Regions from separate parts of the Mus musculus genome. Here region 1 is linked to region 2. Evidence: chromatin contacts called from public Hi-C data. All regions are on one chromosome and are shown on one strand. The core of a region is the stretch at or near the end of the contact, and the rest is flanking DNA. Distances in the headings are between cores, read along the strand shown.

Region 1 (5,957 bases), core at 2,854-5,353, 110 kb before region 2:
TAGTAACTTCCCATGCCTACTGATCAGAAAGCATTATTCTAAAACGTATCTAAACCCATCACCGATCTTTGCATATACTGTTACCCCACCCCCATTACCATCAGCTCTGTACCCTCAACACAGTCTCTCATGTTATAATGTGAACACAAAATGTCCTCTGATCAGCTTATGTCTTCCAAGCTTGGTTCCAGCTGCAGGTACTGTTGAGAGGTTTGGGGATCTAAGAGTGAGGCAGAAATTGACCAGCCCAGCTCTGGCTTTGTCTGCCCAAGTGCTGAGTCTTTGAATTGCTCTACCCACCACCTTCAATCTTCTCTCCCCCGTCCCTCCTAACATCACCAGCCACAAACAAAACAAAACAAAATAGAAAAGGGAAAAAAAAAATCCTGTCATGTAAAATAAATCTTTCCTCACATAATAGGCTATGCCAAGTACTTGGTTATAATAATGAGAAAAGTGAAATGAAATAAACTACAGCTATAGAACTAAGCAGAAGGTTCTCAGAACAAGAAACAAAATGGCTAGTAAATAATTTTTTTTGTTTGTTTTTTGTTTTTGATTTTTTGTTTTTTGAGACAGCCCTGGCTGTCCTGGAACTCACTCTGTAGACCAGGCTGGCCTCGAACTCAGAAATCCGCCTGGCTCTGCCTCCCAAGTGCTGGGATTAAAGGTGTGCGCCACCAAGCCCGGTGGCTAGTAAATAATTTAAGAACATTCAACACCCTTTGGCTATCAGGGAAGTGCAGATTAAAATCAAATTATGATCCATTCTAGTCAGGATGGCCATGATCAGGAATAGAAACGGCAACAAATGTCAGTACAGATGTGGGCAGAGGAGCATCCTTATACACTCTTGGTTGGATTAGTGCAGCCACTCTGGAAATCTCAATCTGGAGGTTTCTCAAGAAACCAGAATTAGGACAAGTATTTGATCCAGCTTCAGCACTTCTGGGCAAACCCAAAGGACTATACATCCTACTTCGAAAATACTTATAAGTTCATTGCTGCTGTAGTCAAGATACCTAGAAAATAGACCCAACCTAGATGCCCATCACCTGATGAATGGATAATGAAAACATGGTACACGCCCACAGGGAAATACTGGGCAGTGAGTGGATGGAACTGTGTGGATGGTGAGCTGATGGGAAAGAGTGACTGCCATAGGGATGGGAATCCTCTGACTGTACCCTTCCACATCTGACTGTACCCTTCCACATTTAATCTTTTGTGGGGAGAGAGTCTGAAGGGAGCTTTAGAAAGCCAGGACAAGACCTTACGTGACATAAAACTTCTCTGGAGGCCGTGTTCAAAGAAAGGACAGATCCTGAAAGAGAAATTAAATGGAACCACGTTTTCCCTGTGAGTATGTGCGGGGACTCTGCCCACTAGATTATATTTTATCAAACAGGAGAGCTTAAGAGAACACTGTGCACGAAGAAATGATCATGGGATTCAAAGACTGGATGCAATGAGCTCAATTCTAGCAAAACCACGAGTGAATTAGTCAGCCTATACAAAAGGGTTTTTAAGTCACTCTTGTAAACACTTGCCACTGAAGGGCTTCCATTCCCAGGGGACACGGGACTTAGCTGGGAGTTGGGGTGCACAACAGTGTTCAGTGGCTCCAACCACACAGTCTAGCACCTGGGCCTTGAACTAAAGGCAGGATGGATGGCTCTAGGAAAGCCCATTGCTCAGTTTCAGGGGATTGCGTGCTACTACAGGCTTATGCAGATCTTGTCCTCCTGGCAGCTGAATGTGTCTCCTCTTTGCTAGTTGTTTCTGTCAGGTGAGGATACCGAATCATCAGCTATCAGAAATGATCTTCAAGTTAGCCTAAAGCTTGAGAAGATAAAGCATCATTTAAAACCTCTCTCATCCAAATTATGTTTATGCCGGATCGTCCAAAATAATAATACTGAGTTCTTAATGTGCCAGGAAATGGTGTATATGTTATCTTTGTTAATTCTACACCATTTCCAGAGAGTAAACAAACTGAAGTGTGGGCAGGGTAAAGCACTTGACAAGGTCAAACCTGAGAATCAGAAAGTTAACTCTTTCGAAATCCTCTGTAATTCCCAACCCATGCTGATCTATGCCAGTGTCTTCAAGGCAGCCCTTGGGGACCAGCACAGATTTCTGATGTCTAATCTTACTGTGCTCTGCCTAGTGCTTCCAGAGATGATCTTGCCAACCCCACCCATGTGCTTTAGCTTTGTCCCTGGGAATGACACAAGCCCCAGACCTGGACAACAGGAAGAAGACCCTTTTAGCCTTGGTGACAAATACCTGAGAAAGTGCGTGACAAGCTCTGGATCAAAGCATCAAAGCTAGACATTTATACTTGCTTAGAGGAAAATATGCTGCCCCCATTGCCCTGGAGTATGTAGCTGTGTGAATTCATACATCTCTCTTTTTCATTAGGTTAGCCCAAGGCATTTCTTCTCGTTTCTTTTACTTTCTCTTCTTTCTTTACCCTCACCTTTCCTTCTCTCCTTTTCTTTTCTTCCCCTTGTCCATTACAAATGTGAGAATTCTGGCAATCCTCATTCTCAATAGTGGAACATGTGGCCACCTGGAGATGCTCCCCTTTGTCCACACATAGGTGGCTAAGGCTCCTGGCTCACCTCTGTTGGGATCCTCGCAATGCTCACATAATAACATTCGACATTCTGGCCTAAACACCACAGTGGGAAACCAAAGAACTAAACGGAATCATCAGAGCTCTGCAGCATAGCACAAAGGCACACTGCCAGGGCCTGGAAATCAGATCCAACTGTTACCCTCACTAGCTCAGCATCAAGACCAGGTTACTAAAACCAGCACCTTATGCTTGTCTTGCACCACCTACAAAGTAGAGGCAGCCCTTCTCTTGAGGGATATTTGGGGGATTAAATTACATTAAGCACTTAGAAGTGTCTTTTGTTGTGTAAATTTCTTGTTACAACCATGTTGGCCTTATTAATCTTGAGAAAGACGAATCAGAAACAAGAGTATTTGGACAGCCACCCTAGGTGATAGGCTACCCTGCCTATTACCCATAATCCTTTAGGGGAGAGATAAGGGAGCAGTAGATTCCGGGAAGCAGGAGAGGAGCCAGTGCTGAGTGGCTAGGACCTAGGGATCAGTGGACTGGAAATAGGAGCCTGTCAGGAGCCGCCTAGGCTAAGCTAAGGCTAGCAGGTGGCTTTCCTGGAGGTGGCTCACCATATTTGTACGGTCTGCAATGGTGAGCTCTATGAGGCAAGGTCCCAAAGAGACTTCATCTCAGGATAGCTTCTTGTAGCTGATATGCCTTTCCTGTCATTACTAAATTAATATAATAATCCCTGGACATTAGTCCACTCTATTGAACAGATTTCTTGCAGATGAACATAAAGATGAACTTTCATGAATTAGTGCTGTTTAGATGAACTAAAGATTTAATATAAGTCCTGATTTGATCTTAGGAAGAAGGTTTTAAGAGATGGCTTCAGATGTAGTTGTTCTGCTAAAAAGATGTAATAAAGTTAGAATCAAGCATAGAATGTGTCCACTCCTCATAATAAGTAAAGGCTGCATAATAAGAAACACAATGAGCTTTCATAATTACACTAAAAAGAGATATAGACTTCAGACAAATTTGTGTTCAAGAAAAAGCATTTGGGTCCAAGGATGAAGCCACAGGTGTTCCCTATGATAAGACATGGTCATGAGAAACTGTTGCTTTGAACTTATACTGAGCTTACAGAATGAAACACTGCTTTGAACTTAATATCAACATCCTTCTGTAAGTCCCATTTTATGTAACATTTTATCTCTGAGGTAATTTTCTGAAGAACTTTTGTCTCTAAAAGGCCAGAGAAAAGAAATGAAGATGATGGTTTGGCTTTGGGGGCTCTGCACCATACACCACCCTCCCACCCACCTACTCATCCATCCATCCATCCATCCATCCATCCATCCAAATGTAGTGATGTAGCCATTTTCCACTTCACCGGCTTGTGTATGTCTGTGTGAGTGACATCTTTCTTTTTCCTCTCTGGTGCAGAAGGAGTTAACCAGCCTGGCCAGTGAAGGGTTCTGGCTGCTTGGCCAGAGAAGGGAGTGCTAGCAATAAATCCTTTCCCTCCTCCCCTGCTGCTAGACAGCAAGAGTTAATTACCACAGACCAGCAGTGTTTGGCTTTCAGATAGCAAAGAGTTTAAGAAAGGTAAATATTGCCATATTTCCAGGCTGACTCCCAGACCTGGAAACCCCATAGCTGCTGGGAAGTTCCCCAGAAGGAGCCACTCTGATCGCTACTGTTTTGTGTGGCTCTGGACTCTGAAGGATTTAACACGGAACCAGAATGGGCTGGTTTCACAGCCTGGCTCTATCATCCACTAACTGCCAGTTTGGGGGGAAATTACTGACTACATTTAAGGAGCAGACCTTCATTTTGGAGTAGGAAAAGTACTGGCTTCGGTCTCAAAAGGTGTCTGTGTGAAGATAAAGGAGGCAGAAAGAGGTTTCCTAGGGAGCCTAAGAGGTTGAGCAGTGGGGTTTAACAAAGGTCAGCTGGCATTAACAAGGTTTCCAACTCTGAATTTCTTCTTATAAGTACATAAGAACTTCAAAGATTTATGTTGATGCCACAGGCCACTGATTTAACATTTGCCATGTGTACAGAGCAGTGGTTCTCAACCTGGGGTGTGTGTGTCACATACCTGATATTATGTATATTAGATACTTACGTTATAATTCATAACAGCAACAAAATTACAGTTATGAAGTAGCAACAAAATAGTTATAGTTGGGGGGGGGATCATTACAACATAAAGAACTGTATTACAAGGGACACAGAGCTAAGAAGGTTGAGAACCACTGGTATAGAGCATTGAAAGCAACCAGGCATGTTAAATACCCCTGAGTATCTGATACTATCCAGACCTGGCTGACCGGAAACATGCTGGCCTTCAGCATGCTGGGCATCTGCTGATCCAGTGCTGCTTAAACTCTTACCTCTGATCGCTGACCGCTCCGGTAAAGTTCAGGCAGCTGCAGGAGGGTCTCTGCCGAAACATCTTTCTCCAAAACGCCATAAATGATGGGGGGTACAGATGTGAAGAGGAGGTTGAAGAAGATCAGCACCCAGTAGTCTGTCATAGATGTTCCTGAAAACCCACAAAAGAACTGGTACCAGAAAAGGAGATTCACATAGGCCTGGGGACACAAAGAAAGACGTTCCGATCTTAGAGACATCCGTATGCATTCTGAACAGGCATCCTACATGCTTTGCTGCTGAGAGCCACACCTTCAGCCTTCCGCGGCTTTGTCCACAACCAGAGATGGAAGAATTCAGCTTGTTATGTAGTTCTCTAATTGTGTTTTGTCTCTTATGGATATCTTATTAAGTTATACACATACACACACCAGTACTATGTGGTGCTGGCACGATTCTAAATGACTTACCAAGAATTCATTTAGTCTTCATAACAACTTAGGAACTATTGTTGCTCCCATTTTATAGGTGATAAATGAAAGTATTTCTGAATCCTCAAAATATGTACATGCGAATCTTAGCCTCCACTGCGATGGTGATAGGAGCAGAGGCCAGATGCTAAACTTACTTAGGTCATCATTGTACAGCCTGTGGGGATGGGATTAACGTTTCTCTAAAATGCACCTCTGGTGGCTTTGCTCTACCCTGAGAGGATGTAGCCAGAAAGGCCCATTACCAAAGCCCAACCACACCCACTCTAATTTCAGACTTCTGGCTCTTAGACTGTGGGAGTTTTCAATTGCTATCATTGTGGTACTTTGCCATTGTGTGCCGAATAATCTAAGCCACTGAGACGCAAAGAGAATAAGACATTTGCACAAAGCTACCCAGCCATTTATTTGCCATATAAGTGGCAGAGTTGCAGATATTTTCACTTCAGATGAAGAGAACAAAGGTTGAACACCTGGCTCAGAGAAGACTCGTCACAACGCCA
Region 2 (5,689 bases), core at 3,136-5,635:
GAGTGCTGGCATTAAAGGAGTGTGCCACCATGCCTGGATATAATTGCAGTTTTTAATTTAACCTGATTATGGTGACTATGGTGAAAAGGGCTAGATCGGATCGCTGACCTCTCGTCGTTTCCCCATATAAATTTGAGTCTATAGACGTGTATAGCAGGCACATGCTGTTTGTTGGAGCCTGGGTTTTATTTGACTGGTAGTTGTTAACAGTGTTGATAAATCCTGAGTTAGAAATATTATCTTTATGGAAGAGGTCCTGCTCGCAGAGCTGAGCAGTCAAGAGGTGTGATTTCACTGAGGCCCAGACTCTAGAATTCAAGGAGTCCTTCCAGGTCTTTAACCAAAGGGGTAATGGTAAAATCCTGTGCCCATGGTGGGTACCCATGGGAGTTTTCCTTCTCTAGAAGAAGAGGAGAGGGCAATGTGGTGAGGGAGGTTGTGGGGGTAGGACCAGGAGGAGAGGGGGGGGGGCTGTGATTACCAAGGTGCTCCAAGAGTGATGAGATGAATGTGCTGGACTTGGAGCGCGTCCTGACCATGCTGTGACCAAGGACAAGGACCAGGAAACTTATGAAGGTTACAGCTAAGACCTTTGTGTGTTGATGAGGAACGATACTGTTCCGGGGACTGAAATCTGTCATGTCCTTGTCACAGTGGGTGAGAAGATGACAGAGGGAGAAGTCGAGAGGCTGGTGGCAGGGCATGAGGACAGCAATGGTTGTATCACCATAAAGAACTTGTTGTGGTGGTGTTGAATGTCTGAGGCCCTCTCCATGTCCTGAGCCTGTGCCTTGCCCACTGTGAGATCTCTATCTGGCTCCAGGGGCTTCCTAGGATCCCCTTACACAGTATCTTTCCAATCCGTTTTCTTTTGGATGATGCTTACCTTCATCAAATAAATTTGATCTCCCCACCCCAACCCATCCAAAACAAAATAAAAAAAAACCACAGAAAACAAAACAAACACCAAACACACATATATTTTAAAAATCAAATTGTGTTCTTTTTTTTTTCCCCTGGAAGCACAACTAAACTCTCCCGTCAGCATCCATTGTACTTGGGTAGCTCCATGGAGATGGACTCTGTTGATGTGATGCAGGTAGGAGTAGTGTGTGCAGCATTTCTAGGTCAGGCACATAGAACTTTCCTCTGTGATGTTTCGTTGGCCCTTTTTCTCTATGCAAGGCCTCAGTGGACAGAACCTGGAGGACGTAGAGAACAAAAACAATCAGACCAGCCTTTGTGTAAGTGAGAAGTAAATGGAGAACGTGTTGAACATTTCCTGGTATCTTTGTAAGATAATTAAATTAATCTGACTCACGCAGAAATCTGTGTAAGGAGTGGGAGTCCCCCATAATATTATCTGAAGACTTTCATGACCAAGTGGCTTGGTCATGTTAGAATAATAGAAAGCAAGGGGTTCTGATTCATTAGTGACTGACAACTCAGAAGGCAGACTCTGTTGCAAATACGATCTAGAAAATAAATTGGAAAATATATCATCAGTGTAAATGGTTATTAGTGGATGCCTTTAGTAAGACATTGGGAGAAGGAGATGGGTAAATTCACACACACACACAAAATTGGCTAGAGTCTTAATTTGGGTTTCTACTGTGGTGAATAGACACCATGACCACAGCAACTTTTATAAAGAAAAATATTTAATTGGGGCTGGCTTACAGTTTCAGAGCTTTAGTCCATTATTGTCATGGCAGGAAGCATGACAGCATGCAGGCAAACATGGTACTGGAGAAGGAGCTGAGAGTTCTACATCTTGATACAAAGGCAGCTATAAAAGAAATGAGCCTTGGCTTAAGTAAGCATTTGGTACCTAAAAGTTCGACGCCACAGTGACACACCTTCTCCATCAAGACCACACCTTCCAATAATGTCACTCTCTATGGGCCAAGCCTTCAAACACTTGAGTCTATGGGGGCCCTTTCTATTCAGACCACCACAGCTAGGGTTTGTTTGTTTGTTTGTTTTTTAATTTTTTAAATCTTTCCTTGCTATTGTTTAAGCACTGTGCCATCGAGCTATATTCCAGGTCATATTTGGCTGCTTTGAAAGCAAACATTAAAAGAGATCAATATAGTCATAATTTGTCAAATATGTATGCACTGTAGATGTCTGTCAGAAATTGGAGAAGGACGGAAAGGAGGGAGGAAGAACTTGAGATTTTTTGTGGACGAAACTCTACCCCCAAATGACAGACAACAAAAACAGGAAGAACAATAGAAAATAAGGAAACGACCCCAGAAAGAAGCTCTCTAAAGAGGAAGCTGGCGTTCCAGCTTCTGCTCAGCACTGAGGCTTCCCTGGCTTCTTTCACATCTCCCAGTTGCAACCCTTCATCTGCATTGCCTGCACGGCCCATAAGGCAGGCTGGATGTATCTTGGCGATATACAGGCAGGGGAAGAAGTCTCCTTAGAAAGGAATCATACCATTTTCTAGGTGCTAGGCTGTGCTTTATGTAAACAACTTTACAGGTATGAACTTAAAACAAGCCCTGTAAAGTCTGCATGGTCATTCTAAATAATGAGAGATGAAGACGCAGACCAGCCAGAGACGTGAACTAGCTTGCCATTGCTATACAGACGATAACAGTTACCAATGATTTACAGAGCTGGACTTAAACTTAACTCCAGAGTCTGCATTTTAAGCCCTTACTATAAACAAAGTTAGGGTGACAGAAACGCAAATACACCTAGCTGAGGTAGGATCAGAACAGACAGGTAATGTTTTAAAGTGCTTCAGGGCACTTAAAACATTTGTTTGTTTGCAAGCCTGAAAACTAGGGTCCAGACCCCAGGACCCTAAAAGGAAGGAATCAATGTCTATAAGTTGTCCTCAACCTACACACACCACACACACAGACACAGACACACACAGACACACACACAGACACACACACAGACACACACACACACACACACGCTTTATTTTTTAATGAAAAAGTTGAAAATTAAAAAAAAATGATGCCTTAAATTACATACAAAGACAAGCGATTACTAATGAAAAGACATTAAATATTAAGGGCTCTTTCCTCTCACTTTATGTAATATTTTAAATTCAGCATCTGCCAGAAGTTCAATTTTAATATAGTCATGTTTCAAAGGTCAACCTTTTCTTGGTGTCCAGTGTTGTCTAAATCCCGTTTTTTGATATCCTTTATATCCTGATGGATGTCATTTTGCACTATTAACTTACACATTGCATGGTCACAGAAGCATGCATTCCTGTAAGCCTTCCTTTACCCAGGCAGAACAGCAGAACTCTCATTCTTTCTTCAAACTCTGCAGCTATCGCTCATGTATGTGACTGTGGACAAGGCATATCTATCTATCTGTCTGTCTGTCTATCTATCTATCTATCTATCTATCTATCTATCTATCTATCTATTTTTCTATCTATGCCTCTCAGCACTTTCTAACACTCTTAATCCTAACATTACATATTGGGTTGTAATCACCCTAATTGTTATGGCACCTTCTCATGACAAGGCTCATTCTATCACGAACTTTCTTTTTTTTGGATTGAAATTACAACTCAAAGAATTTTGGGTTCACTCCTGTGGTAAATGTGTGGGTATAAACATGGGTTTTCTTTACCAGCAGGTTGTTTTGTTTCTTAGCTTGGATAATGAGTCTTTGGGTTGCTTAATAATATATAGCTGAACTTTGCCTTTCTATGAGTTCTGTCTTGGATTGCGTTTGCTGTTTGTAAACGGGGGGGGGGGATCCAATCTTTTTTTTTTTTTAAAGATTTATTTATTTTATGTCTACGAATACACAGTAGCTGTCTTCAGACACACCAGAAGAGAGCATTCGATCTCATTACAGATGGCTGTGAGCCACCATGTGGTTGCTGGGAATTGGACTCAGGACTTCTGGAAGAGCAGTCAGTGCTCTTAACTGCTGAACCATCTCTCCAGCCCCCCACCCCACATCTCTTCTTAAAATAAAAAAAAATTAAAAAAAAAAAGTAACTTTAATTTGTCTTTGAGGTCAAACTCTTTGACTAGGAGACTGTCAGATCTCTGGGGGAAAGGCCCTGGGTTCAAATACAGGCTGTGACTATTACTAGATGATTTTCTGCAGTGAAGAAAGTTTATGAGATCTGTCTCTGAACACAGTCTCAACCGAGCAAAAGTCTGTAAATCTTCCTTCAGCAGCAAGCGGATGGGTAACAGACTTCCCCTCAGTCTCGACCGCCCCTCCCCCCCCCCCCCCCCCCCCAAAAAAAAAGAGGGAAAAAAAACTTGCTCTTTTTTCTACAGGAGAAAACCAATGGCTGAGGTTTTGCACATGCGCACAAGGACTTTGAGCCCGCCCGCCGGCCCCGCCCTCCAGAAAGTCACGTGGACGAATCGGAGCGTAAGCCTAAGGTTCAGGCCTGTCACGTGACAGGTATCTCTACTTCTCGGGGATGGAGCCGGAAGAGGGGACGCCGCTTTGGCGGCTACAGAAGCTGCCTCCGGAGCAGGGCGCCGGGGTGAGGGGTTTGTGAAGGGCACGGGAAGGCCGGGGTCCGGACTATTCTTCTTGGGCCCCTGGAGACACAATGGCGGCCTAAGGACTTTACGCGGTTTAGGAATGGCCCAGGCCTGGGTGCGTGTGGGGTCTTCTTGCTTCTAGAAAGCTCGGGTGGTAGAGCCCGAGATCTGCTGCGTCCGCAGTCTTTGAGTTCAGGTCTCCCGAACGCCCCTTTCTGTGTGAGGTCCGGCGGATGCAGTGAGGAGTCGAACCCGGTGGGACCTGTTCCCTGGAGGGCGGGAGGAACCAACTCCTAACCAGAAAAGGAGTAGCCACTCAAGTTTGGCCAAGAGGTGATCGCAGCCGCTGAAAACAGCTCACCCATAAAGCCAGGCTTGTGGAGACCAGAGACAGCCAACCAGGGTTTCTTGCAGCACACCCAGGGTCCAGACCTCTGTGAAAGTGATTTGATGGTGGCACTCTGCCCTGCTCAGGCTTTCAGAAGTCTCCACTGTGGCCCTTCTACCCAAAGTCGGCTTCAGTTGTAGATGAAAGAAATTTAACGCCACTCCCTCCGTTCTTTAGAAAATGTACTTTAAACATTTTCTTTGATTTTACAAATGAGGACAGTGAAATATGTCAGCCACAGGTTTCCAGCAAGCCAGGGCCAAAGCTCAAACCTATCTATGGACTGTGTCTCCTAACTTTCAGGGTGTCTTTCCTCCTATATAGAGATGGCCAAAACATTTGACTCCTGAATCTGAGAGCTGAGCCAGCTGTCTTCTTCCTGGGCCTCTGCCTTTTGCCACAGCTATGGGAAATCCCTGGTTTGGGTCTCCACTCCCTTTTCACAGCATTGGTTGTTGTGGTGTCACCATCCTTCTTTACCAGGCCACTCTATTTAAGAAACTCTGGGTTTCATCCTTGGACCTCCCCTTTTCAACCTCCTTTACCTGTTTATGGTCTCTGCCTCTATAGTCTCACACTTACTCCTGCTCACAATATCTTGGCAAAGTTTTGGAAAAATAATGTAATTACTTACAGGAAAGTTGAGTGCAGATTAAAGCCTTCACTCCTTTCTGTTGTATGCAAGGCCTTCTGTGATTTGGCCCCTACTCGCCTTTTCAAAGGTCCTCTGCCCTTTCACCCTTGTCTGCCTTTCCAAAGATGCAATTCCCACTCCTGCGCTGGGGTTTTATTTCCAGTCCTGTGT

The links. A called contact is a pair of places that touch in the nucleus more often than the background predicts.
Region 1: a Hi-C map of nephron progenitors shows a contact between it and region 2, with 2.6 times the contacts expected there. The contact joins the enhancer-like site here to the promoter of Commd8 in region 2. A contact is called at or near these places in 15 of 39 promoter capture datasets (the 3T3-L1 cell line, 3T3-L1-derived adipocytes, the C10 cell line and 12 more), 1 of 15 datasets of contacts at CTCF or cohesin (large pre-B cells), 38 of 484 Hi-C or Micro-C datasets (the AML12 cell line, the C10 cell line, the C2C12 cell line and 22 more), 26 of 115 datasets of contacts at active chromatin or transcription factors (the 230-238 cell line, CD8 T cells, the HPC-7 cell line and 16 more) and 4 of 9 other capture datasets (adipose tissue, bone marrow-derived macrophages, liver and 1 more).

Annotation. Positions count from the first base shown.
Region 1 is chr5:72,281,332-72,287,288 of GRCm38.p6, reverse strand. It overlaps the pseudogene Atp10d. Among named protein-coding and RNA genes, the nearest start is that of Commd8, 120 kb to the right of the region's middle. Within about 2 kb of position 4,103, at least 20 of the 459 cell types and tissues checked have an H3K27ac peak or open chromatin away from gene starts, as enhancers often do. A contact at or near this core is called in nephron progenitors, where this site is marked.
Region 2 is chr5:72,166,885-72,172,573 of GRCm38.p6, reverse strand. Commd8 (COMM domain containing 8) reads left to right here and starts at 4,385. Exons shown (of 5, transcript NM_178599.5): 1 at 4,385-4,495. The coding sequence starts at 4,430.